Linked DNA regions of Sus scrofa: all the other regions are linked to region 1. The links are chromatin contacts, called in public HiChIP or PLAC-seq maps. All regions are on one chromosome and are shown on one strand. Each heading gives the region's core, a stretch centred on a gene start, on an enhancer-like site or on the middle of the called end of the contact. The rest is flanking DNA. Distances are from core to core; before and after follow the strand shown.

Evidence for each region. HiChIP or PLAC-seq counts read pairs in DNA pulled down with a chosen protein or histone mark.
Region 2: an H3K27ac HiChIP or PLAC-seq map of alveolar macrophages shows a contact between it and region 1. The contact joins two enhancer-like sites. A contact is called at or near these places in 1 of 47 Hi-C or Micro-C datasets (embryonic fibroblasts) and 1 of 2 datasets of contacts at active chromatin or transcription factors (alveolar macrophages).
Region 3: a contact with region 1 is called in an H3K27ac HiChIP or PLAC-seq map of alveolar macrophages. The contact joins two enhancer-like sites. A contact is called at or near these places in 1 of 47 Hi-C or Micro-C datasets (embryonic fibroblasts) and 1 of 2 datasets of contacts at active chromatin or transcription factors (alveolar macrophages).
Region 4: a contact with region 1 is called in an H3K27ac HiChIP or PLAC-seq map of alveolar macrophages. The contact joins two enhancer-like sites. A contact is called at or near these places in 1 of 47 Hi-C or Micro-C datasets (liver) and 1 of 2 datasets of contacts at active chromatin or transcription factors (alveolar macrophages).

Annotation. Positions count from the first base shown.
Region 1 is chr8:20,041,042-20,048,324 of Sscrofa11.1, forward strand. The region is part of intron 1 of RBPJ (recombining binding protein suppressor of hairless); the gene reads left to right. Among named protein-coding and RNA genes, the nearest start is that of RBPJ, 110 kb to the left of the region's middle. Within about 2 kb of position 4,585, at least 3 of the 83 cell types and tissues checked have an H3K27ac peak or open chromatin away from gene starts, as enhancers often do. A contact at or near this core is called in alveolar macrophages, where this site is marked.
Region 2 is chr8:19,821,021-19,828,303 of Sscrofa11.1, forward strand. No RefSeq gene overlaps it. Among named protein-coding and RNA genes, the nearest start is that of RBPJ, 110 kb to the right of the region's middle. Within about 2 kb of position 3,056, at least 12 of the 83 cell types and tissues checked have an H3K27ac peak or open chromatin away from gene starts, as enhancers often do. A contact at or near this core is called in alveolar macrophages, where this site is marked.
Region 3 is chr8:19,840,949-19,848,231 of Sscrofa11.1, forward strand. No RefSeq gene overlaps it. Among named protein-coding and RNA genes, the nearest start is that of RBPJ, 88 kb to the right of the region's middle. Within about 2 kb of position 2,848, at least 16 of the 83 cell types and tissues checked have an H3K27ac peak or open chromatin away from gene starts, as enhancers often do. A contact at or near this core is called in alveolar macrophages, where this site is marked.
Region 4 is chr8:19,886,590-19,893,872 of Sscrofa11.1, forward strand. No RefSeq gene overlaps it. Among named protein-coding and RNA genes, the nearest start is that of RBPJ, 43 kb to the right of the region's middle. Within about 2 kb of position 4,837, at least 7 of the 83 cell types and tissues checked have an H3K27ac peak or open chromatin away from gene starts, as enhancers often do. A contact at or near this core is called in alveolar macrophages, where this site is marked.

The DNA.
Region 1 (7,283 bases), core at 3,335-5,834:
TCGCTATGAACAAAGAGGAAGAAGAGGTAATTAAAAGGATCTTCTTCTTTTTTTTTTTTTTTTGTCTTTTTGCTATTTCTTGGGCCGCTCCCGAGGCATATGGAGGTTCCCAGGCTAGGGGTCGAATCGGAGCTGTAGCCACCGGCCTACGCCAGAGCCACAGCAACGCGGGATCCGAGCCGCGTCTGCAACCTACACCACAGCTCACGGCAACGCCCGATCGTTAACCCACTGAGCAAGGGCAGGGACCGAACCCGCAACCTCATGGTTCCTAGTCGGATTCGTTAACCACTGCGCCACGACGGGAACTCCTCTCTTCTTCAAATTATTTTATTTGAGTATAGTTGCTTTACGATGTTGTGCTAGTTTCAGGTGTACACAAAGTGATTCCATGTGCATCTACATATATTCATTCTTTTTTTCAGATTCTTTTCCCATAGAAGTTATTCTGGAACATTGAGTAGAGTTCCCTGTGCTTATAGTAGGTCCCTTGTTAGTTATGCATTTTATATACAGTAGTGTGTAGACATTAATTCCAAACTCCTAATTTATCCCTTCCCCCAAAAGGAACTGCCTAATAACTAATATTTTTTCAATATAACCGTAATTTGAGGAAACATTCTGGCTTATGAATTCCTGTAAAACTCAAGTTCAAAGCAGTCTGCTTGACAAGCTTGTTCTTTAACATATTAGTCTGGTGATTATTAACAGTAGAGATTCAGGGTGGGAGGCTGTTGGGGAGAGGACAACAATGGCCAACACCAAAAATGGTGTCACTAAGTCAGAAAAATCCAATTTTTTTTTTTTTTAGAAAAATCCAAATTTTAGAGGCAAGAAGACTGGTGGAATATCAAAATACAAAGTAATATTCTAAAAAGCATTTTAAAGAAGTAAATCTGTCAAATGTATGGACGTAGTATTAAAACTAATCATTTTGGAGGTATCTAAAACCTAGACTTCTAAGAAAATGTAAGACAGTGAAAGTCACATTATTATCTCAATATATGGAAACTGTCCTGTAGAAACATCATGTTTCCCTCTAGCTCAGGAAAGAAAGAAAGGAAGAGAGAGAGAGAGAGAGAGAAAGAGAGAGAAAGAAAGAAAGAAAGAAAGAAAGAAAGAAAGAAAGAAAGAAAGAAAGAGGAAGAAAGAAAGGAAGAAAGAAAAAGAAAAAATTGAATTCCAAAAAAGGAATGAGGCTATGAAATAAATACTTTATACCTCAAAAGACAAACTATTTAGGCACAGGGCAGAGGAGGAGAGTCAACTAAGAAACTAGAAACCAGCCGCATATTTCAAAATGATTCTTCTTAGCAAAGTTTAATTTAATCGCTTATATTAAAGAGATTTAATATAATCTCTTATTTTAACTGGGGCGCCTCATTTTACATCCCAGTTAATTCTAAGGGTCTACTGGTTTGTCTACTCTTCTGTTTAGAAGAATATCCTTATCTACAGGATTCACCCTAATTTTCATGCTATTTTCAATATCATTATTAACACATAGTGTAGATCTGCAGACACCAATGGCACCTAATTTTCTTTCTTTCTTTTTTTTTGACCATAGATAATTGAATGTGAGTAGTTTTTACCACCTCCGTGTTTCAGTTTCAGTTTTAATACACCATTCTGAGAAACTGTTGTGGACTAATATAGTATTTAGGCTGTTTTGCTTTTAATCACCATGAAAAGGCATCATTTCCCTGGACGAAACAAAGGAAAAAGATTTTCTTCATATAAACATACTAATTTTATAATACACAAATAGGAATTGCATTATCCTGCCAAACAACAAGCCGCTTCTCAGAAAAGATAAGACTGCTTTTGAAATAATGTAGTAATTACTCTCCTTAGAAATAGATAATTATTTGTGAGTATTAGCTCTGATAATATGTGACCTACCAGGCAAAATGAAATGGGAAGTTATATATTGTGATTTTTTTTTTAAGGGTGCTAAAACACTTATGCCAAACCTCAACAAATCTCAACTCCCTTCACAGTAATTTTTTTTTTTTTTTTAATGAAAAGCTCTTAATGAAGAGGCAGAGTTTTTGGAGGAGTAGGAATGGCATGAAATGATAGGTTACCTGGTATAAGTAAAAGGGTGTTTGACTTGGAGGCAGAAAGATGGCATCAAAGGTGGTTTGTTCACTTCTGACCTGGGGCTCTTAGGGAGAATCCCTTGAACTTTGGGAGCCTGACGTCCTTCACCTATAAAATAGAGATAAAAACTTCTAACATCCAGTGCTTGGGGGGTATGGTGGGTGCAGGTTGAGGATTATAGACTTGAATAGCTGGTAAGAGGCTTTGCCCATTTATAATTGGCACTCGGAATTTGAATGCTCATCATTTTTCTTTTCCTATGTAAACGCTACCAACGCTACCAACGAAAGGTAGAAATATCCAAGTCTATACTTGTGAAAGGCCTCGGTATCTACATACTTCTAGACTCTAAAGAGTGAACTTAAAATTGTAAAGGTTGCCGCTCTCCACTTGTATTGTTTGAAAGCTTTTTTCAAAGAATTACACAAAGTACTTCTAAGTACAATGAAAGGAATTTGCCATCCAGGGGGCAGTTGATCTGAATAAAGTCAGCTTCCCTCTCCTAGTGTTTTTCACTCCTGTTTAATTTCTTGCATAGCTTTTCCTCATTATTTAAAATGGCCTCACTTACTTGTTTACCCTTTTATTATCTATGCCTCTGTGTTTGAACACAAGCCCCCTGAGGGCAATGATCTTGTCTTACTTGCTAAAACCTGTCTCCTAGTGGGTGTTTAGTAAATATTTCTTTTTAAATCAATGGATGACAAATAGATTCAGTAGGGTGAAAGTAGGAGAGAATAAACTAAGCCATCAGGGCCTTGAATGGTGTATTTGGTGAAGTAGAGGCTGTAAGAAAGCAACTTAGTTACCTGGTGGCAAATTTAGTAGGTTCTCCTGGGACAGACTCAGTTTATCTGGCCTGTGTTTCCTCCAGACAGGGGCCTTCAGGTTGAACTTGAGAAAGTTACGGATGAATGTCCAAAAAGCCCATACACACAGGGAGGGGCTCTGCCAATGTGACACCTACCTCGTTATGACAGGCATTTTACATGTAAATTGTATGTATATTGCTCACTACAAACATAGGAGGTAAGTATTACTATTAACCTCCTTTTACAAAGGATCCCAGAAGTTAAGGACTATACCCAAGGTCACCCAGGGGTGTGAGTGAAGGACCCTCCCCAGTGCATCACATGGCCTCTGTTAAACTCCTTTAGTAACGCTTAGGGTCCAAATTTTTTAAATACACGGACGTCTGTTGTATTGCTTAGATCCTTTATTTTAGATTCTATTTTGTGCTGAGGCTTGATAGATTTTATTGATGTAAAAGAAAGTCGATTATGGAATATCCTTGGAAAGATATTTTGGAAACTGGTACTATACTACCTTTGGAAAGGGCACCTGGGTCCTTGGGAGAACCCAGCCCGAGGGAGTCTTACTTTTCTCTGCATTTAGTATCACCAGCTAAAATACAGGATGCCCACTTATTTGAATTTCAGATAAATAACAAATAATTTTTGGTATAAGTATGTTCCCAATACTGCATGGGACAAACTTATACTAAAAAGTTTTTGTTGTTTATCCAAAATTCAACTGTAACTGTGTTCTTGTTCTTATTTGCTAGATCTGGCAATTTAAAATTTGGCAAATTTTATTTGCTAGATCTGGTGAATTTAAAATTTTGTTCCATGTGTACATTGTATAAACATTCTAAAAATAATAAAATTTTAAAAATCAAGCTTTTTTATTTTGCTTTTTGACCCATATTTAAAAACCATTTCAGGGAGTTCCTCTGGGTGGCTCAGCAGAACAAATCCAACTGGTAGTCATGAGGTTGAGGGTTCAATCTCTGGCCTCGCTCAGTGGGTTAAGGCTGGCGTTGCCATGAGCTGTGGTGTAGGTCAAAGACGCAGCTGGGATCCTGGGATCCTGGCATAGGTCGGCAGCTGTAGTTCCCCTAGCCTGGAAACCTCCATATGTTGCGGGTGCAGCCCTAAAAAGACAAAACAAATGAAAAAATAAAATATAAAATAAAAATTTTAGGACTGAAAATAGACATCGTACAGATTGAAATTAAACATGAAGCTTAAGGATGATTTTTAAAAATCAGTATAGGAAGTTCCCTTGTGGAGCAGTAGGTTAAGGATCCTGCATTGCCACAGCTGCGGTGCAGGCTGCATCTGCGGCGTGGGTTCAGTTCCTGGCCCCAGAACTTCCACATGCCATGGGTGCAGAAAAAAATAAATAAATAAAATAAGAGTATAAAAGGACTGAATTTGCAAAGATGATTTTGATGGCATGCATTTTGCCAACATAGGACAGCTAAGGGGGGAAGGGTCTTAGAGCGCACTTCCTAATGAAATTATAGGTAGACATTAGAGGCCTAAAGGAAACACGTCTTCAGTTACCCATCTTAGGGTAGGACTGAGTCGGGAGAGGAAGCAATAGTTATCTGAATTCCAATTAGCATTAGCTCCACTAAGGGGCTGATTGAGCTTTAGAGCTGGAAAGAACCTTTGGTGTTTCAGTTTCTTCATCACTTCCTCCACATTTGAAAATAAGGAAGTTCCATTTCCAACTCCATTTCTCCCCTCCACACCCCACGCCCTACCCTCTCCCTATCACTAGCTCTTAGGAAGAATCTAGAGGTGGGGTCCCAAGTCTTAGGTCCTCAAGGAAATATTTGCATACCTTTCAGGTAATTATCCTACAGGTCCCAAGCCTTTGGATCCTTAATTCCTCACAGGTAGGGAGGGAAAAAGTGACGCAGCGGGCACAGTATAGGGTAGATGACAGGAAAGATCAGAAAGCCCACAACCTTCATAGTCGACATCTGTAACCGGGACTGCAAGCCAAGCCACAGCAGTGACAATGACAGATCCTTAACCCGCTGAGACACCAGGGAACTCCTGGAACTGTGACTGTGGGCTAAGGAAAGTTAATTTCTCTGGGCCATAGCCTCCTTAGCTATTAAAAGAGAAAAAGGAGTCTTAGGGGTGTGGGAGGATCAGATGAGATCCTGCACATGACGTCCCTTGGATTAAGTGGGTACCCAACGATTTCAGCTATGGACTTTATCTTAAAATATGATCAGTTTTACTAGAGTTCCCTGGTGGCCTATGGGTTAAGGATCCAGTGTTGTCACTGCTGTGGTATGGATTCAGTCCCTGGCCTGGGAGCTTCCACATGCTACATGTCCAAAAATAAATAAATTAATTAATTAATTAATTAAAAAAATAATAATAATAAGATCAGTTCACTTCTGAAATGTTAGGGAATCTCATCCCTGTCAGAAATATAGTCACAAACTTACTGTGAAGCTAGAGAGCGAATCAGCCAACAGAGCGATGACTATTCTTTAATTTTCCACAGAGCTTACTATTATTTGCCCCCATTTGAACATTTATATCAGCATATGACGTGAAGATTACGATCATATTACGACTTTTAAAGCATCCAATTGAGTAAAGTTAAATTTTAATTTTGTGTTTTTTGCTTTTTGTTGTTAACAGCTTTATCGGGATACACTTCATACACCGTGTAATTCATCCTTTCAAGTGCACATTTCGTGGTTTGTTGGTATATTCATGAAGTTGTGTAATCATCACCACAGTCAAGTTTAGAACATCTCATCGCTCTCAGAGAAGCCTTTAGCACTTACAACACACTCCTCTCAACACTCCCTAGCCTGCGGCAACCAGTAATTTACTTTCTGTCTTCATAGTTTTGTCCATTTTAGACATCTCACATACACAAAATCATACAATATGGGGCCTTTCGTTACTTTCAAATAGCATGTTTTCAAGGTTTATTCATATTATAGCATGTATCACTACTTCATTTCTTTTTTTTTCTTGTTTTATTATTTTAATTTTTTTCTGCTGTACAGCATGGGGACCAAGTTCCTCTTACATATATACATTTTTCCCCCACCCTTTGTTCTGTTGCAATATAAGTATCAAGACATAGTTCTCGAAGCTACTCAGCAGGATCTCCTTGTAAATCCATTCCAAGTTTTATCCAATAACCCCAAGCTCCCAATCCTTCCCACTCCCTCCCTGGGGCAGCCACAAGTCTATTCTCCAAGTCCATGATTTTCTTTTCTGTGGAAAGGTTCATTTGTGCTGGATATTAGATTCCAGTTATAAGTGATATCATGTGGTATTTGTCTTTGTCTTTCTGACTCATTTCACTCAGTATGAGAGTCTCTAGTTCCATCCATGTTGTTGCAAATGGCATCATGTCATTCTTTTTTATGGCTGAGTACTGTTCCATTGTGTATATATACCACATCTTCCGAATCCAATCATCTGTCGATGGACATTTGGGTTGTTTCCATGTCCTGGCTATTGCGAATAGTGCTGCGATGAACATGCGGGTGCATGTGTCTCTTTTAAGCAGAGTTTTGTCCGGATATATGCCCAAGAGTGGGATTGCGGGTCATATGGAAGTTCTATGTATAGATTTCTAAGGTATCTCCATACTGTTCTCCATAGTGGCTCATTTCTTTTTATGGCCTAATAATGTTCTATTTTTTTTTTTTTTTTGCTTTTTAGGGCCACACCTTGCGGCATATGGAAGTTCCCAGGCTAGGGGTTGAATCTGAGCAGCAGCTGCCAGCCTGCGCCACAGCCACAGCAAATCAGGATCCAAGCTGCATCTGTGACCTACACCACAGCTCACAGCAATGTCAGATCCCTGAACCACTGAGTGGGGCCAGGGATCAAACCCACATCCTCATGGATACTAGTTGCCTTCATAACTGCTGAGCCACAGCGGGAACTCCTAATATTCCATTTTACAGATATGCTACACTTTATTTATCCGTTCATCAGTTGACATTGGTTTCTTTCTAGTTTTTAGCTGTTATGAATGATGCTGCCATGAATATTCATGTACAAGTTTTTGTTTGGATGCATATTTTCAGTTCTCTAGGTCTGTACCTAGGAGTAGAATTGCTGGGTCATATGTTAACTCTAACCTTTTGAGGAACTGTCAGACTGTTTTTCAAAATGGCTTCATTGGAGTTCCCACTGTGGTGCAGTGATAAAGAAGCCAATTAGTATCCTTGAGGATGTGCATCAGATCCCTGATCCTACTCAGTGGTTAAGGATCTAGTGTTGCTGTGAGCTGTGGTATAGGTTGCAGACATGACTCGGATCCTGTGTTGCTGTGGCTGTGGTGTAGGCCGGTGGCTATAGCTCCTATTCAACCCCTAGCCTGAGAACTTCCAAATGCTG
Region 2 (7,283 bases), core at 1,806-4,305, 220 kb before region 1:
CCCACACCCCCTAGGGCCAATGGCACCGTGAATCCGAGTGTGGACCCAGGAGGCAGGAGCATTTGCTGGACAAGCCACCTGCGAGGCCTTAGGGAAATCCCACAGCCACCTGAGCCTCCAATCGGGGTGTCGGGAGAGCACCGAGGGGGTGTGAGGAACCCCTTCCTGCAGCTTCCAAGGCGCTGGATGTGCTGCTTGCAATCCTTGGAAAGCCTGGTTGGATCGCTCCCTTTTGAGCACAGCCGCCCGCACACTGCACGTAGTTCTGAGCAGCGAAGAAATCAGAAACCCGACCTTCAAAGTCCTTCTGCGCCCCAGGGGGAAGATGGGACCAACAAAAACAAAGCATTCATTAAAAGCAAAGTGACATGTCCGTATACACACATACTTGTAGATAATCACTTACAGCCGTGCAGAGACCTGGGCAGGGACGGCGGGATTTTGCTGGAGTGCTTGGGAAGACGGCTGGGAAGGGCTTTCTGGAAGGAGGGGGATTCAGGGAAAGAGGAAGGAGGTTCCCCAACTAGAGTGGGAGCTCGGGTTCATTTCCTTCTCATCTTGTATTTCCTGCATCTAGCACACAGTAGGTGCTCAATGTGTGCGTGCTGCCTGAGATCAGGAAGTGGAGAGAGGGGGTTCCTGGCAGGGGAAGTGAACCGACAGGGTGGGTGGTGACTCAGAGGGAGGGAGGGTGCTCCTCTAACTGCTGAAGGCATGAGTTTATTTTTCTTTAGTGTTTCCTGCCAGGGCTTGGTCCATGATAAGCCCGGAATCAATGAGAGGGAGAGGGAGAGAGAGAGGGAGAGGTGGCAGCCTGCTTTTCTGCAGTGTAGACACGGCCCCCCTTCACAGGTGCTTGACATTCGCACCCCTCCTGACACTGGATCCCAGCTCGAAGCAGCTAAAAATGCCCCTTGCAGCACAGATCCTTTGGCGGCCTCCCCCCTGATCTCTTCTCTCATCTTCTTTGCTTATAACATCCCAGTGTGAGGAGTTCCCGTCGTGGCTCAGTGGAAATGAATCTGACTAGGATCCATGAGGACGCAGGTTCGATCCCTGGCCTCACTCAGTGGGTTAAGGCTCCAGCGTTGCCATGAACTGTGGCGTAGGTCGCAGATGCGGCTCAGATCTGGCGTTGCTGTGGCTGTAGTATAGGCCGGCAGCTGTCGCTCCTATTCGACTTCTAGCCTGGGAACTTCCATATGCCGCAGGTGCAGCCCTAAAAAGACAAGAAACAACAAAACAAAACAAACAACCACAAAAAAACATACTAGTTTTGTTTAAGATCCGTCCCTCAATGGCAGTTACCCTGGTGTTTATAGTGGGTCAGCTGGGCTACCCTGAAGTTAACTTTCCTAAATCCCTTTCCAGCTGGGCCTTGAGAGACATCTTTGCCTGGGATTTGGAGGCAGATGGCAAGCCCAGCAGGTTGGCAGGGGAGAGGGGAGGGCATCAGACTCACCTCATTGTCAGGGAGTAGTGGCCAGGCCCGAAGCTGCCTCACCTTTGCCTCGCTCCTCCTTTGGCTTCTCCAAGGCCAGCCACAAAGGGCCCTGCTTCTCTCATAGGACATCAAGGTCAAGGGTCATGAGAACCCATGGCATGTGTTTCCGTCCATCCCTGTGGTGTCCAGCTTGTCCTTGCTTTTTCCCACATTGCATCCATCTTCTCTCACCCACCTCCTGCACTGCGGACCTTGAAGCTGCAGCATCACATGCGAGGACCGCAGTCCTGCAGAGATGGGTTGATGCTTTCTCTGTGGCAGAAGTCCCATTCCGACCGCAAATCCAATTCCACATGGATGTGGGACCCTTGAAAAGTGGTTCTAGTGGTTCTGGGTTAAATCCTGACTGATACAGATACCAAAGCCCAGATCCAGAATGAACTTTAGTTGGTCTGAACCGACCACGGGGTTCCTCGCCCCCTTGCTGGTCATAAGTTCAGGTGTGGTCACATGACCTGGTTCTACCCTGTGACATGACAGGAAATCCAGTTGGAGGCTTCCGGCAAAGGCTCCCTTGCTATGCAAGAGACACGCGCACAAAGACGGAGCTCTTCTTCTACTGGACATTATCCGGATAACATGGTTGGAATCGAGGCGGCTGTTATAACCATGTTGGGACATTAGCCAAAGAACCAAGTATGAGGATCAAGAGAGGAAAGATGAAAAGAACGTGTATTCTTGATGATATTGTTGAGCTGATGAATTAACCCTCCTCGAAGCTGCCTCCCTGGAGTTCCCGCTATGGGAGATGATAGATTTTCTCATGGTTGAATCACTTGGTGGTGGTGGTGGGGTCTGTATCTTGCAGGCAAAATACACCCCAGTCCAATTCCCAACCCCCAAAGAAGCCTCAGAGTTTCTTCTTGCAATGGATCTCCAATTTTCCATCCACTGGAGTTTCCTAGTGTCTCAGCCAATTAAGGATCCGACATTGTCCCTGCTGTGGGGAGGGTTAGATCCCTGGCCTGGGAATTTCTGCATGCCATAAGTGCAGCCAAACACAAAATAAAACAAAACAAAAAACACATACTTAGATTCGAAGTTTCCATCTACCATGTGCTTTTCCGAAAGAGAAGTGGGCAGCTTGGAGTGAACCTGGTATCTGGCCTCCCCATGCTTGGTCGTCTCATCAGAGAGAATGGACAGGAACACATCAGCAATCAACAGAGTAAGCCATAGAATTAGGATTACCAAAATGATTTCCAGATTATAGCCCAGGGAAGTATGGGATAAGACTATAATTATAGTGGTTATGATAATCAGGTTTATCAATAGGATTGCAACCAGCAGAAAGCCCCATTCGAATTGGCTATACCATTGTGCCTGCTTTTTACCTTTCTCCTCTCATCCTTCAGCTCACCCTTTTCACTCTGTGATGCTGGTCTGGTCCCCGGCACCCCCTTTTCACAGACTGTCTATGAGATTCCGCCAACAGGGGGCACCAGAGGGACACCGGGAGGTGGGAGAAAAGGAGAAGGGCTTCATTTCTTTCTTTCAGTTCCTGGTAGTGTCTCTCCAGCAAGAGTAGACAGTGGGCTCCACTTCCCAGCTCCTTTTGCTGCTCCCAGAGCCTCCTCACCACGTCCTGCAGAGGGACTGGAGCTGACCACCAGCCATGGCCCCTTGGGAGGGGCTTCCTCATCTCCCGGCCCGTGTGCTCTGGGGCATCAGACCAACCCCTGGTACCTCCTTGCGGATGTAAGCACCTATCAAGTCTCTCCCCCTCCTCAGTGATCTGAGAACTTCAAGGGTCTGAATGTGAGCAGGGCAGATTCCCCTCCACGAGCCCAGCACCAGTCTCATGAGACCCCCTCCAAGGCCCCAAGCTCTGAACTACCCTCTACCCCCTCTTCTGCTGACCTCAGGAGTTATTAATCTCTGAGTTACCTCAGCATCCTCTTTTTGATCTCTCCCTTGTGTAACAAATTCTTTTATTAACTCCCTGTGTTTTGAAATATCTGGTGTGGTTTCTCTTTTCCTGACTAGACCCCAACTGATAGAGTAAATTTATTGGATCATGTAACCCCAAAGTCCAGACTGAGAACAGTCTCCAGGCACAATTCGTTCCAGGGGATCTGAATCTTATTAGGGCTCCTTTCTGTTTTCTAACATTTTCCCGGTGCTGATCTCTTCTGGATGTGGGTTGTTTTGAGCATGGCTATCTTCCAGGTAGCAAAAGTGGCTGTAGCAACTCCATTCCCCATACAGATAAGCCATACTGCCTCTGAGCAAAAGAGAATGCCTTTGTCCCCAGTTTCTAAATCAGAGCCCTGAACTTCATTTTGCTTGCACTGGCTTTGGTCATTTGCCCAAAGTGGAACCAATCACAGTGGCCAAGGCCTGGGCTCATTGATTGGCTAGATCACGTGTTCTCTTCCTAAAGCTGGGTGGTGTAACTTCCATGGAGATACAGGGCCCACCAACGGGAATCAGGGCTCCTGGGAAGTTGCAGAACGATGCTGATGAGATCAATAGGCACCTGTCCCATGCACTTCTCAGACTGTCCAGGGCAGCCCCAACTTCACATTTCTCTTGTGGTTTTTATAAATACCTTTTAAAATGTAAAGCCAAATGCATAGTGATGGCTTTTTAGATGCAAGACCAAAGGGATGCTCCTGAAAGAAATAATTGATAAGCTGAACTCCATTAAATTTAAAAACTATTCTATGAAAGACACAGAATGAGAAGACAAATCACAGACTGGGAGAGAATACTTGCAAAAGCAGTTTCCATCGTGGCTCAGTGGAAACAAATCTAACTAGTATCCATGAGGACTCAGGTTCGATCCGTGGCCTCACTCAGGGGGTTCAGGATCTGGCGTTGCCGTGAGCTGTGGTGTAGGTCGCAGAGGTGGCTCAGGTCTGGCTTTGCTGTGGCTGTGGCATAGGCCGGCAGCTGCAGCTCCATTTCAACCCCTAGCCTGCGAACCTCCATATGCCATGGGCGTGGCCCTAAAAAGACAAAAAAATAAAAATAAGAAAATGCTTGCAAAAGGGCATCGTGAAAAGGACTGCAATGCAAAATTTACAAAGAACACTTAGAACTCGAAAATAAGAAAACAACCCCATCAAAAAATGGATTCAAGACCTTCAGAGACACTTTACCAAAGAAGATATGAAGATGGCAATCAAGCATATGAAGAGATGCTCCACAGCACACCATGTCATTATCTGGGAAATGCAAGTTAAAACATTGTCATTGCACACCTATTAGAACCACCAACATCCAAAACACTGACACCAAATGCTGGCGAGGCTGTGGAGCAATGGAGCAAACTCCCAACCTTTGCTGGTGGGAATGCAAAACGGTACAGCCACTTTGGCAGAGAACTGGGCAGTTTCTTACGATGTGAAACACACTCTTATCACACAATCCAGCAGTTGTGCTCCTTGGCGTTTCCCTAAGGGAGGGGAAAACTTACGTCCACACAAAAACCTGTGCACGTGTTTATAGCAGCTTTATTCCTAACTGCCCAAACTTGGGAGTTCCCATTGTGATGCAGTGAAAAATGAATCCAGCAAGTATTCATGAGGATGTAGGTCCGATCCCTGGCCTCCCTCAATGGGTTGGGCATTGCCGTGAGCTACAGTGTAGGTCGCAGACACAGCTCGGATCCTGTGTTGTTGTGGCTGTGGCATAGACAGACAGCTGTAGCTCCAATTAGACCCCTAGCCTGGGAACTTCCATATGCCGAGGATGTGGCCCTAAAAATAATTAAAAAAAAAAAAAGAGCATGATGGCCAAAACTTAGAAGCAACCCAGATGCCCTTCGGTAGGTGAATGAATAAAGAAACCACGGTATATCCAGGCAGTAAAATATTATTTCGCCCTGAGAAGAAATAAGCTATCGAGCCATGAGAAGACACAAGGAGCATTACATGCATGTTGCAAAGCAAGGAAGACAATCCAAAAGGGCTACATACTGTGTGATTCCAACCACACAACATTCTGGGGAAGACAAAAGGAGGAAGACAGTCAAAAGATGTGTGATTCTTAGGGGTAGGAGGGGAGAGGTGAACAGACAGAGCACGGAGGAAGTTTAGGGCAGCAAATCTACTCTGTGTGACATTATAATGGTCGATACATGGCTTTGTACACCGTCCAAACCCATAGAATGTACAGCACCAAGAGTTAACCCTAAGGTGGACCGTGGACGTTGCACTTGTCATCGTGTGTCAATGCAGGTCCGTCAGTTGTAACAAGGGTACCACTCTGCTGGGGATGTTGATAATGGGGAGACCAGGCCTGTATGAGAGCAGGGGGCTACGGGAAATCTCTACCTCCCTCTCACATGCACCGTGAACCTCAAACTGCCCTGAAAAATTAGTCTTTAAAATAAGGAGTTCCCATTCTGGCTCAGCGGGTTAAGAACCCTGTGTTGTTTCCGTGAGGGTATGGGTTCAATCCCAGGCCTCTCTCCATGGGTTAAGGATCTGGAGTTGCTGTGAGCTGCGGCGTATTTGTGAATGTGGCTCAGATCTGGCATTGCTGTGGCTGTGGTGGAGGTGGGCCGCTATGGCTCCAATTCAACCCCTAGCCTGGAAACTTCTGAATGCTGCAGGTGGGGCCCTAAAAAGACAAAAAATAAAAAAATAAAAATAAAATGAAATAAGATAAAATGTCTATCCAACCGTAACTTGATTTTGATTCCTGTTTCAACCATCCTCACCAATGAGAAATAACCCTGGGTTAACCCCATGTCCCAGTTTAGGCTTCGGAAGAGAAGCTCCCAGGGGCTGGGAGGCAAACATAGACGTGTGGGTTCTGTGCTTCAGATAAGTTGTCTCCACTCCTTCGTGGTCAGGGATGTGGTGAGGAAGATGTGGCTCAACCATGGCTTCCAGGCAATCCTTTCCTCTTTCACTTCCATTCATTCAGGAAACACAACCTGAGAGGGCTCCCTTCTATCTCATCCACAACAAGCTCACCCCCCTACCCCAAACACACACACACACACACACACAGGCACTCAGGAGTTTTGAAGATCACAGAAAAGCCACCATCATCCAGTGTCAGTTTCAAACATCCCTAACACTGTTTAGGCCCTCCGGTCTTTTTAGGGACCAAGTTGTCCTATAAAATAAGACTGTGTTGTGTTCTTTTACTTTGTTTTCCTTCTCTCTCTCTCTCTTTTATCTCCCATAAAAGAATTAAGGCTCTGGGAGATGAATTGGTTTGCCCAAGATCATACAGCAAGGTCAAGAGTCCACCAAAGTTAGAACATGAGGTCATTGGCATCTAATATCCCAACACAAGGTCAGCGTGTTTCCGGACGACCTTCATTCTCCCTGCAGACCTCCGGGAGCTTGGGTATCCTTTCAAGGGCAGCAGTTAATCACCATAAAATGCTCTGCCAGGGAGCCCCATCAACATGCCCTTATCCGGCCCTTACCATGTGTCAGGCAGTTTTCTAAGCCTTTTGCAGTTGTTATTTGACTTAATCCTCCTTAAATGGTCCAGGGAGGTAGATGCTATCATTAGCATCATCCGAGGTGGCCAGATGAGGACACCGAGGCAGGGGGAGGTTCCGTAACTGGTCCATAGTTTCTCTGCCAGCAAGAGTGAGCTCTTGTGTGGGAACCCAGGCAGCGGGCTGTGCTCCCGGAAAGCTACACAGCCTTTGAAACTTCAAGGGGAGAGGACCAGACTTGTCAGAGGAAAACAAAGTAAGCTAAGGGAAGGGTGGAGGCAGGGAGGCGGAGGGCGTAGGAGAGGAAGGGGAGAGGGAAAACCCTCCCCCCAGGATTCTTGTCCTTACTGCCTCATTAGAGCATTTCCC
Region 3 (7,283 bases), core at 1,598-4,097, 200 kb before region 1:
CAATATAAACAGGAAAATGCTCCTTTTGTATTACATTCAGTTGCAGTTATGAGATCTCACCATCAGTTGATATCTGATAGCTAGAGCTGTGGGCTGAACGTCAAAGTTTTTCATCTCTGGTGGGGCTGAAATCTACAAGCACTCACCATTCAGCAGTGGGGCCACATCTCTTTTTCAATACCCAAGATCTCACCACCTGGGACCACTTCCCTTAGGATGAGTTCTTTCCTAGCCCTCGGTGACCCTTCCTACAAACTGAAGGTTGGATGTGTCTGAGAGAGGGATCACGGAGGTAAGTGGATATGTGGAGGGTGTCACCTGTTGTGCTGGTTGAAACACCTGGGGGGCAGATCCTGCCCCTTCAAGACACCCTGTTTGCAGCTGAGGCTCTGAGAAGCTACTCTGGGTTCAGTCTAGGTCCCCACAAATAGGTGTCAAGATGCAAACCCAGATCTGCAGGGCTATTCCCAGTCCCTCGCCTTGTCTTCTCTACAAAGTGGAGCCGAGCCAACACTTTGGTCAATGGAGGTCCTCCTCCTGGAGAAATTACCAGTTAAAGTAGCTTTACTGGATTGGCCTAGGATTCCGGAAATATTTGGGGCATCTCTTCCCGATACTGTTGGTGCTGTGGATCCATGCTTGGCTTATCCAGGCCACTTATTCTTCTGTCTTCCTAGGATGGCTTTCCTCCTAAGCCCTTTACTTACCCCCAAAAAGATAACATCAGGCATGGCCCATTTTTATACAGTTCTGGAAAATGCTGAGGGAGGTGGGAGGAAAGGTGGAAACTACTGGCAAAGTGGTTTTAGAGAAAGAGCGTGGGTCTTGGAACCAGACAGGCCTGGGTTCAAATCTGGGTTTGTTACTCACCATTTGAGTAAATGTTCAGAAGTTCAGGGCCTTCATCTGTAAAACAGATAATGCCATCAAATAAGTTTTAAATGAGAAGACTTATTTTTAAATCACTAGTCCTAAAGAGGGGTTCAAAGAACCTTAGTTTCCCTTTGCTTGACTGACTTTTTGGGGTTATATGAAAAGTTTAGCTATCTCTGTTTTTCTGTTCATTCCTCTTATGGACAACCCCTCAAGTCAGCTCAGAAGTCGGCCTTGTTCCCATGGAGATGTATTTAAGGTAAACAAATTTGAAAAGGGGAAGCACAGACTCCCATCCCCTACGCCCACTCACAGCCAATGCACAGCCTCAGCAGAAACATTTCCAAAGAAATGTTTCACAAAGCTTTCGGGGAAGGCACCCCGTGCTCTTTCAAAGTCTGTACAGGCCTTTTCATTGTGCGGCTCTAGAAATGAACAATAATTTGAAACAGATAATAATGAACTTCGCACAGCCATGGATCAAAAGTGGTATTGAGCTCACCATTGTCTAATAGAATTAGGCTGACATGCTTTTGAATCTAAATGGGTGGGGTTTTTCTCCCTCTCTTCTGTATGTGCACATTTATTTATTAATGGGCAGACTATTACAAGATTTCTGGGTCCCACATGGTTTCCGTTCTAATCCAAACAACTTACTTTCTCCTGAAACTCTGATTTTTCCTTTCTTTTTCTTTTTTTTTTTTTTTCATTTTTGGCATCATTATTTTGTGAGTTTCGAAGGGGAATTGCTTCTCTGAGTGTGCATGGAACTGTAAGCACATCAATCACACAGTGCATTGACTTAACAAGGAGGACTAATCCCACTGTCACTTCCCACTGAATGATGTCTGCTTAGGGAAAAGGGCTGCAGATGCTTTAGAAGCCCAGAAAGCATCCAATCAAGTAACTTTTGAAAACTCCACGGAATAATTTCTCTGTCTGAAAGAATGAGCTTCAATAGCTTATTAAACGTAGCAGCAGTCAGAGAATGTTATTTCTGAACTAGATCTAACTTTAGATCGCTCTTCAATCATGGCTAGAAATCAAACTAGCTTTATAGGGATGTAAACATTCATTTGAAAACCTAATCACAGGGTGGTTTCCTCTACTCTCCCTTTAACACAAGGGCCAACGTTTGATGAGTGAAAAGCAACTCACGTCTTACCCAAAACATCTGTCTTTAAGATGTGACACCTAAAATGATACAGCAGAAACACAAGTCCCCAAAGGCAACCACTCATAAAATTATGGCTAACAGTGGTAGATAGTCATGTCACCATCCACCACAAAAAAAGAAAGAGAAAGGGCACCTCATAAAGCCTTTATTAGTCTCTGGTTCATGTCTTGAATTTTCCAAAGACGCTCACAGAAGATTGACATGGTCCATGTGGTAAAACCACAGGCAGAAGGTTCTGTCTTCACTACAGAGGATAAGCACAGGGCTAGGAAGAGAGTCAGCAGAACACTTTTCCCCAAACCAGACCTTCTAGGTGTCCCGGTGGAGACGTTGAGGCACTCTGCTCAAGGTGGGCTCGGGGTCTTCACTAAGGGGATATAAGGAGCCACAGTCACTAAGGAGGGGAGACCCAGCCAGGCTACTGATTCTTAACTTCCCCAACTCCATTCTTCAACATCGGATCCAGAGCAGAGAATAAAGAAGGAACTTAGGGAGTCCTTCCCTTTGTCACATAAATAAATCTGTAGGATGAGATGTTCAAAGGGTTGAGAGGCCACAAGGCCATAGAATCGCTGAACACTGGAGCTGGAAAAGCTGTAGAAGAGGAAACAGCAGCTGACAGTGTTGAAATGACTCGCCTAAAGTCGCAGAGAAACCACCACCACCCTTTACCACTTGTGACTTGAATGGAAATAGTCTTTTTCTGACATGAAAAAGAAAAGAAAAGAAAAGAGTGAGTACACTATGTGTCAGCAGAAGTTATGCCGCATGCAGCTAGATCATTGCCCAACAAAGGAAATGTGGATTCACAGAACTAGCTTCCTACTTCAAACACTATTTTTCCTGTAATTGGGTAAGGCTGGGGGCAAACTTTGGTCAAACACCGCAAAGATAAAAGGAAGCCCCATGGTCTTAGATGCATAGGCCCCGTTAGGACTTCTCAAGCATTTATCAATCCAAGTATCGCTTAAGCCATGCCCACCATGGGCTAGGCACGCTGGAAAATATAGAAAAAAACAGGCAACAATGTCTTTATCCTCAGGTAAAATTTGAACTGTGGGAGATTATCAGAGACCAAGGGCAATGACTGAATATTGACAATGGTTCCCAACAGGAGTCCAGACATGGGGGGAATTAAAGGATATTGAAAAGATAACCAAGGAGGACTTGATTGATGTGACATCCATGGTATGTTAAAGGCGAGGGCGAGGAAGAAGAGAAAAACTGAGAGGATCTAAGCGGGAATAAAGCTTCTGATGTAGGAATTCATGTGCTTCAGGAAGTCTGGTGAGGACGCCCAACTCAGTGGCCAAGAAGGTGGATTTAAGGACACAGTGGAAAACAACATTGAATCCATAGAGAAAAACACCATGAATGACTCCACAAATCATTTGGCTGAAGCAATACAAAACAAAGAACCAGAGTCTAGACCCCTTTTCTTGAAGAGCCTTTTCCGAAATCAAATTTGCAATTTTTAGATGTACACATGCCAAAATCATCAAAAGGTTATATTTTGGCTAATATCTTGACTTCTGTACAAAATACAAAATCAGGAGTTCCCATTGTGGCACAGCAGAAACGAATCTGACTAGGAGCCATGAGGTTGCGGGTTCGATCCCTGGCTTTGCTCAGTGGGTTGAGGATCCAGCATTGCCATGAGCTGTGGTGTAGGTCGTAGATGCAGCTTGGATCTGGCATTGCTGCGGCTGTGGTGTAGGCCAGTGGTTACGCCTCTGATTAGACCCCGAACCTGGCAATCTCCATAAGCAGTGGGTGTGGCCCTAAAAAGCAAACAAAAACAAAATCAGGATGAGCCATATGAGGGATCGTTGCCCTTCTTGCCACCCTATTCCAAGAGGAAATAGACCAGATAGTTTTAGAAGTCATTTCTAGATCCACAAGTTACTGACTCAACAAAACAAAGTTTTGCCAACACTATTGAATATCCAAGAAGCTATCCAAATGCCTTTATAAGCCTTTGAACATTCCTTCGCTTTGACCTTAAAGGCTGGCTTAAACTTATCAACGCCTCCATCTGAAACCCCTGCCATGACCTTTCTATTATTACCTCCAATTTCTGAGGCAGGGAGGTAAACCGAGGTGCAGAGGAATTACGGAGTCATCTGAAGAGGAGATTATTTCAATGTTAAAAACATGGCACACCCAAAACCTGCTGTACACAAAGGCTATTTATAATAAGTCTGATTTTCAACTTGGAGTTACAATGAAATTCGAAACAGAAAGAGCAGAATTCCAGATTGAAGAAAAATTACAGCTGGAAAAATAATTTTAAAATTAAAAAAAAAAAAAAAACAAGTAAGGCTTCCAAGAAGTTACTCAATTTGGGAATTTAAGGAAGGTGGAGGTTTGCGTCCAAGAGGAAACTGCTTTGGGGACATGGAGGAATGGAAATTCCTGCCTTCAGCCTATTTTTGCAGCCCTATGTTCAGCCATACACACATCGAAGAAGGATTTCTTCCCCACGGCTTCCAGGAAGGCACACGCCAGCAGAGAGGCCTCTGGTCACATAACGCAAGAATGCATGCATGCAAAAGCTTCCAGGGCTGAGTGGTTGTGGGAGGGGAGATATTAATTTGCCCTAAGCAGAGATGTGCCCTACCTGCCTGCTTGCTCTGCCTCCACTGTACACACAGCATGAAGCTCCAGGTCACTTAGGGGTTAAATGTGTGTGGGGGTGTGGGGTGATATATACGAGGGACAGAAGTCCTCTGCCTCCTCCCTTCTGCCCTTGTCATAAGTGAGAAGAAGCTTTGGGTTCATGGTTAAGGGCTGTTCAGCACAGTCCTTTGCTGTCGGGAGGGGGCAGGGTTTACCTGCAGGATGGCCAACCCCTGGGATGGGGGCTGCCTGTCCTTCCCGCGGCATCACTAAGCAAGCTGAGCACTCCTTTGCTCTGAGTGTAGTAGACTCAGCCTCGGAATCCTTCGAAACCCAGCAGTTCAGGCTGCCATCCCCCGTTCCAGTAGGCGAGTGGTTTGAAACTTGGTTGCCCGCCCCAGGGTGGAGAGAAAGAAAGAGAAAAGGAGAGAAGGGAGAAAGGAAAGCAACGTTTGCTAAGCACCAAACTATGTCCCATTGGAGGGTGGGGAAGTCTGCCCAAGGACAGGGCACTGACCCTGTGTAGGGATAATAAAAACCAGGCTGTTGGGAGTTCCCTTCATGGCTCAGCGGTAATAAACCCGACTAGTATCCAAGGGCACAGGTTCAATCCCTGGCTCCGTTTAGTGGGTTAAGGATTCAGCATTGCCATGAGCTGCAGTGTGGGTTGCAGATGTGGCTTGGATCCCTCGTCACTGTGGCTGTGGTGTAGGCCGGCAGGTACAGCTCTGATTCGACCCCTAGCCTGGGAATTTCCACAAGTGGCGGGTATGGCCATTAAAAACCAATGGCAACAACAACAACAACGAGACTGTCATTGACTTTATATTTCGATGAAGTTCCCCTCAGACAATGCCCCCTTTATCATCTGCACCCTGACCGAACGGCTCCCACTGTCCCTCCACCCTCTCCTCTGAGCACCACTGGACCAAGAACTGCCCGTGGCCTTTCCGCACAGCTTGCCCCAGAGAACAAGTGGGTGAGGCGGCAAGAAGGAGTTGGAAGAGCCATCCTTTCACCCCTGCGCCATGCAGAGTTGGAGGCAAACTGCATTTCAGCTTCCTCATTTGTAAACTGCAGACAGCCGAGCTGTCCTCCCTTAGAGAGCACTGTAAGCATTCTTACAATGAGGGCTAGTCCTTCTGCAATTGTGAAAGAACACACAAGCCAGCATACAGGAGGGATGTTTTTTTTTTCCTTTTGTCCTTTTTAGGGCTGCACTGCGACATATGGAGGTTCCCAGGCTAGGGGTCTAATCGGAGTTGTAGCCACTGGTCTACGCCACAGCCACAGCAACACCAGAACTGAGCCGCATCTGTGACCTACACCATAGCTCACAGCAACACCGGATCCTTAACCCACTGAGCGAGGCCAGGGATCGAACCCTCAACCCCTTGGTTCCTGGTTGGATTCATTTCTGCTGTGCCAGGATGGGAACTCCCAGGAGGGATTTTTAAATATCGAGGGTTTTTTTCTTAAGTGACCAACTGAACTGAACTGCCCTTACCTGAATTTTAGACCATTACAGTAAAAATGAAAACAATTCATAATGTATCATATAAAGCTGTCCGATTTAGAAAAAAAATACAGGCTGCTCAGTTAAATGTGAACTTCAGATTAAAAAAATGACTATTTTTCATATAAGTATTTCCCAAATATTGCATAGGACATATTAATGCTAGCAAATTATTTGGGGTTTTTTTTAATCTGAAATTCAAATTTCACTTGCCACCCTATATTTTAGCTGGCAACACGAACATGAAATCTGGAGGTGTGGAATGAAGAGAGGAATAACTCTTCAGAGATAAAAATGTCATCCTGGAAGGAATGTTCCTCTAGATGGATGATTTTCAAACTCTCTTTGGGCACAGACTATGGTAAAAAATAGATTTTGCATTGCATTTCATTGCATATGTACATATGTCAATTAACAGAAATAAACATCTCATGAGAACTTTTTCGTATACAGTGAAGGCTGACATTTTCTATCTTCTTTATTCCACCAGATTCTATATGTTTTTTTTTTTTTTAAATCCTGATCCAACCTTGCTTAATTCATTTCCTGATGCCCTAATGTAGAGATCAACCAACTACAGCCCAAGGGCCAAGTCTACCCAGCCACCTGCTCCATGTATGGCCAAGAAGCAAAGAATGGTTTTTACATTTTTTTTAAAGGCTGGAAAAGATCAAAAGAAGAATGATATTTTATGACACGTGAAAATTACATGAAATTAAAATTTCGCTGCCCATCAATAAAGTTTTAGGAGTTCCTGTTGTGGCTCAGCAATTAATGAACCCTACTAGTATCCATGAGGACCCAGGTTCAATTCCTGGCCTTGCTCAGTGGGTTAAGGATCCAGTGTTGCTGTGAGCTGTGGTGTAGGTCACAGACATGGCTTGGACCTGGCGTTGCTGTGGCTGTGGTGTAGGCTGGCATCTATAGCTCTGATTCAACCCCTAGCCTGGGACCCTCCATATGCCGTGGGTGCCGCCCTAAAAAAATAAAAAAAATGTATAAAGTTTTCTTGGAACCCGACCATGCTCATTCACTGATGCATTGTCTATGATCTCTCTCACGCTACTATAGCAAAGTCGAAAGTTGCACCTTGAGTAT
Region 4 (7,283 bases), core at 3,587-6,086, 150 kb before region 1:
TAGGGCCATTCCCATGGCATATGGAGGTTCTCAGGCTAGGGGTCTCACTGGAGCTGTAGCCTCCAGCCTACGCCAGAGCCACAGCAACGTGGGATCCGAGCCGGATCTGCAACCTACACGACAGCTCACGGCAACGCCAGATCCTTAACCCATTGAGCCAGGCCAGGGATCGAACCCACAACCTCATGGTTCCTAGTCAGATTCGTTAACCACTGCGCCACGACGGGAACTCCAGAAGACTCTTCCCAAAAACAGCTCCAAGCCTTCCACTGTCCAGATTGGAAATCCTTAGTGACTCCTCCCATGTCAATCCAATAAAGGGCAGCCTCTCTAGGTGGGCATTTACATTGTTCAGAGTGGGCTCTCCTTGCTCCCTCCCCAGAAAGCCTCCTCAAAGTGGATGAGTCACCAATTCCCTCCTCATTTTCTATGCCCGTCCTTTCTTCACACTGTTCTCCCCGCCCGGAAGGCCCTGTCCTCTTCATCCCTTTCTGTCAAAATTCTACCCATCCTTCAGGGCTCCACCTGACGTCCACCTCGCCCATGAAGCCGTGCTGAAGCATCACTTTTAAATCAATGATCTGGCTGAATCTCCACCGAGCGTTTAAGCGCCTCACACAGTATAAGTCATTTTCTACGTCACGGTGGTACCATCAGCATAACAGCTTCAATTCTTTTATGGTCCATAGCAGAGATTAAATAAATATATTTAAGTGCTGGACATAGTATGAAGCCTTAAAATCTCTGAGCTTTACGTAGATGCTTTTTCCTCATAGCTTCCATATAAAAGAGCATGCTTTTGGGATATTAAGATCTAACCACTCTGGCTACAAATAATTGAAGAGGGATTTGTGCCTGAGCCAAAGGAATTCTTTTTATCGGCAGGTTCTCCTTCTAGGAAAGTTTGACTTTGAGCCACCTAGACAGAGGGTTCCATGGTGTCATGGTGAGCACTCCAGACTCTGAGCCACCTAGAAAGAGAAGCGTTGGAAGAACCAGCCTTTGAGAGAACCGAAGATGGCACCAGAGATGCCAGTAAGCAGGCATCATGGAGCAGAAGTCATGAGGAAGAATCATGAAGCTGAGCAGAAAGCAGAGGAAACAAGACATCAGCAGGGGTGGTAGAGGCAGACTCAGTCCAGCAGAAGACACCAAAGGCACCTGAGTCACCAACCTTGCTGCCAGGACCTGGAATGATGGGCTGTCCGGGTCTCCCCTGGGTGGGCCCTTCCGCTGATGTTGACTTGCTGGCTTTCTTACTGGCTCAACACCCACAGAGCAAACTGCCATCACATCAGGCCACTGAGTAAATATTTGTTCCGAACAGCCTAGAAGAACCTCCCATAGTACACCAGACAGGAAATAGTTCTCAGTACCTCTGTTTTCTCTTCAGAGACAGATTCAGTCCGTTGTGTGTTGCCACGTAGCACGTTAGGGAAACACATAAATGCTTCTGGCCTCTCCTATGGTTTGGACCGTAAAGGTCTACAGTTTCTGAGACCTGGTGGCTTTCTTCCTGACCTTGGCTTCTTATCGCTTGATACCATCTAGTTTGAAGATTCTGACTCAGCCCTCCGTCCCCTGATGGCCCTAGGTGAGCTTCTGAACACAATAGGTTACGCAAGACCACTGTCTTCACGTTATAGATGAGGTAGGTAGTCGGGGCAGGGACAGGCACATCTGGCAAGGGTTCTGTGCTTTAGAAGCAAGAATATAATTTAGAATTCCTGAGATGCCTTACCTATTATGCTTCCCTAGTCCCTATATGATTAGACTGAGCTGAATGAACATGAACTTTAAAGAAAAAAAAAATCTACCATCTTCAAAAGTGGAGAGTCACTGAAGTGGCAATTTAACAAAATGATTGACTTCCTCCTGGGAGCCCTTTCAAAACCTCCAGAAAATGATAGATTTCAACACTTACCTGAAGCCTCAAGCTCTGTGGGCCCTAAGCAAAGATTTAATCTGATAATGGCATGGAGCCGAACCAGTTGGCTGCCCTGCTTTTTCACCTCTGAATTTTACTTCATCAACACGTTTTCTCGTGCCAAATGTTCCTCCAGGGACTGTCAATAACTTAAGAGCCAAACTGGCAAGAGAGGGTTTGGGCCCAAATAACTGAAAAAGCCTGGAATAGAACCAATTGGCAGGAAAGAGAATTGATCCCCAAAACAAGCCTCGGAGATCAATCCCATCATCCCCGTTTTAGAGAAGAGGAAACTGAGTCTCAGAGACACGAACTAAGGTGTCACTACCACCCAAGAAGGAGGATATCAGAGCTTCAAATCCACGATGTCAACTCCCTACACCACCCTTTGTCTCCTACCTCGAGAATCTGCCTTTGACATCTGGTTATTTGGAGAAAGCTGGATGTTGCCAACATTGCAGTTTTCAACCAGACGTTTCAACTCTGTAAGCTATAGTTTTGGCTAATAAATAAAAATAAAAGAGTTATTCAGAGGTCACGTACATGTTGTGATGTGCTGCGCTTAATCTAGTAATTTCTAAAAATATCACTTAGGATCTAAATCAGACAACAGAGCTGCACGTGACCCCTCAAATAAATGCAACATTGCACACCCAGAAGCAATCAATATTACATACAAGATCCCAAAGTTGCCTGGAATGAGCAGTCACTGTTTTTTGGTTGTTGTTGTTTTTTTTGTTTGGTTTGGTTTGGTTTTGTTTTTTAATCTTCTGGGCTCCCTTTTTTCTTTTTAAGGTAATAAAACCCCTCTTTCCCGACAGAAATCCGTTCCATTGTTGACCTTAAGCCTCCTCCATCTGGTTAATCAAATCGCTCCCTTCTTCGAGACACAATGACTGGTTTAGGCATACACTCGGACTCCAGCAAGGCCCATCAGAACTGTCTCTGAAATTTGATACGTGGACATATTTATGGACTATTTGCAGAAGGATGCAAGCTCCCGCCTCCCAGCAGCCATATTTTCAGAGCACAAAGGGCCCATTTTATTGTAGATGATCAGGGCCAAGAGATGGAGAGAAAGAGAGAGCCAGTAAATTTTTCCCATTAAGTCAAATTTTGGCCATAAGGAATCCAAATGATCCTACCAGATACAATACCGGATCCAGGAGTTTTGTAAGAGCTGGAGAGTGGCTCAAATGTTTCTGATAGGGAAGAGAGTGACAATAAAAGTGTGGGTATGACAGGTTCATTTAGGATGGAGCCTAGAGTAAATTCATTCATTTCATGCAGAGATTTCTTGAAGGAGGATTGACGAATCAAATGAGAGAAACAGTCAGATATCCTGAGGTAACCATTGTTAATATTTTGGTATACATACAAATTAGTAGGATACAGCAGGGGCAGTCAAGCTTAGCAGTAAGGGTCCAGATAGTGAATATTTTAAGCTTTGTGAGTCATATAGTCTCTATTGCACACTGCCATTGTAGCCAGAGACAGCACAAAAAAAGAATGGGGATGGCTGTGTTCCAATAAAACTTTATTTACAAAAACAGGTAGTGGGCCAGATTTGGTGCAAGCCATAGTTTCCTGACCCCTGGGATATAGCGAAACCCCAAAATGATGGTTATAAAAATAAATTAGAAATGCCTTCTTCGCTCAGGAACAGTTTGGGCCTCAACAGTTTGAGGGCACTATGGCAACACCATTGTCTAGAGACCCACACTGCTTCTATCTTGTTCCTCTGCCACCCATAAGATATTGCTCTCACAGACATTGAGATGACAGTAGTACTGTGGCCATGATCCAGCCAGCAGGGAGGGGAAAAGGGAGAAAGGAAAAGGGAAAGCAAAAGCACACTGCTTTCCTTTAAGGGTGCCAGGCAGACATGGCACACACAACTCTCACTGGTGTCCCACTGGCCAGACTTAGTCATATGACCACATCTAACTTCAAAGGAGGCTGGGAAATGCAGGCTATATTCCAGGCAGAGTGTAGGTAGTTAAAAATTAGGATGGGTTTGTTTTTACTATAGAAAAGAGGGCAAACAGAGGTTCCTGTTGTGGCTTAGAAGGTTAAGAACCCACTAGTATCCATGAGGTTATGGGTTCAACCCCTGGTCTTACTTAACACAGTGGGTTAAGTATCTGGTGTTGCCATGAGCTATGGCGTAGGTTGCAGATGCAGCTCAGATCTGGTGTTGCTGTGGCTGTGGCGTAGGCCGGCAGTTGCAGCTCCTATGTGACCCCTAGCTTGGGAAATTCAATATGCCATGGGTGCAGCCCTAAGAAGACAAAGAAAGAAAAAGAAAGAAAGGAAGAACGGAAGGAAGGAAGGAAGGGGAAAGAAAAGAAAGAAAGAGAAAAGAAAAGAAAGGAAAGGAAAGGAAAGAAAGAAAGAAAAAGAAAGAAAGAAAGACAAACAGATATTAGGAGACAAACAGCTGCCTTTGCTACAATTTTTCCTCCTTTCTCTTTAATGCATGTATTCATGTTACAACAGTCTTGTCACCCCTTTACCCCCATCCCACAGCCTGGGAAGAAATCCAGGAAAAAAAAGAGTGACTGGGACAGGTGGCTTCATTGTCAAACTAGTAAAATAGGTTTTGTAATATGACCCAGAGTTAGAAGGTGGAAAAATGCCCTTTAAGGATAGTAAATTAAAGTTATGTTACCAGGAGTGACGTGACTATCTTGTCTAAACTTGAGGTTTTTTCAGCAAGAGACTGGTCTTAGCAGTGAAACAAATGTATGCTTTTTTTCTTAGATGCTTGGAACAAAGTCAGGTGTCATTAGGCCTGGGGAACACTCCCCACTCTTCTAACTGGGGACTCAAGTTCAAGTCTCTCCTCCAGAGCAGCAATGATAGCCTAAATGATGCCTTCCACTTGCAAGCAGGTTTTAGAAGCTGGACTATATGAGACACAAAAGAGGATATGGGACTTGGTGAATAATACTGAGAGAAGCATAGAACGTCCCGGAAAAGGGGGTTGGGTAAGCAAGCCAGGATTTAGTTTAGAAGGGGGAGAGTTAAGAAGAGAGAGAAGAAAGAAAGAAATAGAAAAGGGAGCCTGAGGACCAGACAGAGCCTCTGTAGGGTAGACCGATCTGGCTCAGAAAAGTTTGGGTTGTTTTTCTTTTTCCAACAGTACCCTCGGCATACAGCAGTTCCTGAGCCAGGGATCCAACCACAGTCCCAGCAACTCCAGATTCAAGCACATCTGTGACCTACACCACAGCTTGTGGCAACACGGGAGCCTCAACCCACGGAGTGAGGCAGGGATGGAACCTGCAGCTTTCCAGAGATGTCAGGTCCTTAAGCTGCTGAGCCACAACAGCTACTGCAGGAAAGTTTTAATGTAGCCCTGCAATTTCTAAATAGAAGCCTGTTGAAACTTTCCCTGGAAGGCAGGTTTTCATGTGATTGTTTTGAAGAGAGCAGCCAAGATGTTATTGGGGACAGGGAGAAATCCTGCCCTTCGTTACCAGCAAGCACCATCTCAGTGGGTTGCAGGGTGACTGAGAATTGCACTCACGGCGACAATACAACCAGAGGGGCAAAAGGACAGAACTTCACGTGTCCTCGCCCAGAACAAGGACAAAGACATACCTGTTTTCTACAGTATGTCTCACACAGTTCATGTGTATATAGAGAGATCACTGCCTGTACGCCCCAATCCCACCTCTAGATTTTAAAGCTCATTAAGAATTAGTGTTTGGGGAGTTCCCCTTTGGCTCAGCAGGTTAAGAACCCAATTAGTACCCATAAGAATGCAGGTTCAATCTTACGGGCATTGCTACAAGCTTTGGGGTTGGTCGCGGATGTGGCTCAGATCTGGCGTTGCTGTGGCTGTGGTGTAGGCCACCAGCTGTGGCTCCAATTTGACCCCTAGCCTGGGAACTTCCATATGCCACAGGTGCAGTCCTAAAAAGGAAAAAAAAAAAATAATAATGAGTGTTTTGTGTATCCATCTCTGCATTTCTGAAGACGCAAGCCCCAGCCTTTTCATATGTGTTGGTTCTCTGAACAAAAGAGATCATCTTTGAACAAAAGAGTTTAGCACTTTCGTTAAAAAACACCTATTAAGCACCGATTGAGAGCCAGGTATTAGGCATCTGAGAAACAAAGATGGAAATTCATAGTCCCTGTCCTAAACACTTTTAGCCTAGGAAGGCAACGGACGCTGAAGTGGACATCTGTTGTTTTCTGGCTCTGAGCCCCAGACCCCAACTTCCTCTTAGCATATCACTCCCTCTTCTGGGAAATCCCCAACAGTGTGTGTTTGGGATGGGCCATTCTCTGTCACAACACAGAAGGCCAAGTTGCTAGATACTCCTCTCTGCCTCCCTTTTCCATTTCTGGTGCAGCCACAGGATGGGCACATGAATAAGCCCAGCCAAGCAGATGCTCTCCCAGCACATGGAATCACGATAGTGTTGCAAGAACCTCACATACGACTGGAGGTTCAAGTCAACATGATGCTTGTGGCAGATCCTCTGCTTCTTGCCCGTTTTCCAACCCTGCTCTTATAGAGTCTTCTTTGATTTTGAGAACCCCAGAGACCATGCCAGTAAGTTTCTTTTTCTTAAGATTTCCAGAGTTGATTTTGTGGCCAAGAGCCAAATCCCTTGCTGATATAGAAAATATTTTTATATATAGTGCCCAGGCTAAGGGTCAAATCAGAGCTGCAGCTGCCGGCCCACACCATAGCCACAGCAATGAGGGATCTGAGCCACATCTGCGACCTGCACCACAGTTCACAGCAAAACTGGATCCTTAATCCACTGAGTGAGGCCAGGGATCAAATCTGCATCCTCATGGATGCTAGTCGGGTTCATTACCGCTGAGCCGCAATGGGAATTCCCCAACATGTTTATCTTTTGAATACAAATATAAGAACCCCATCCAAGCCATCTCAAAAAAGTGAAAAGTTCATTGTAGGAACACAGTGAACAATATGGGAAGTGGAGATGCCTGAAGGTAAGGCCAGACAGCATTATGGGGGAATCTTCATGAAGCTTGAGCTTAAAGAACATTTCAGGGTTTAATCAATCATCAGTCACCTGGGTCCAAGCTTTTAAGAAAGTTATATTTTAGTGAAGGAAATATACAATAGTAAACTGATAAACAAAACATTGCGGTTTATGATAAAAAAATTATAAAAGAATAAAAAAGATGTATTTACTAGGAACCTCAGCTCAAGGGCTGATATTGACATGATTATTATCCCCTATATGTCAGCTTTTTTCAGCCCCACCACCAACGGAAATCTGGACTCCCTATAACATACCTTTTCTCTGTCTTGTAGCTTCTGCTTCTTCAGAGTTTTGAATGCTTCATAACTTAAACTTTCACATCA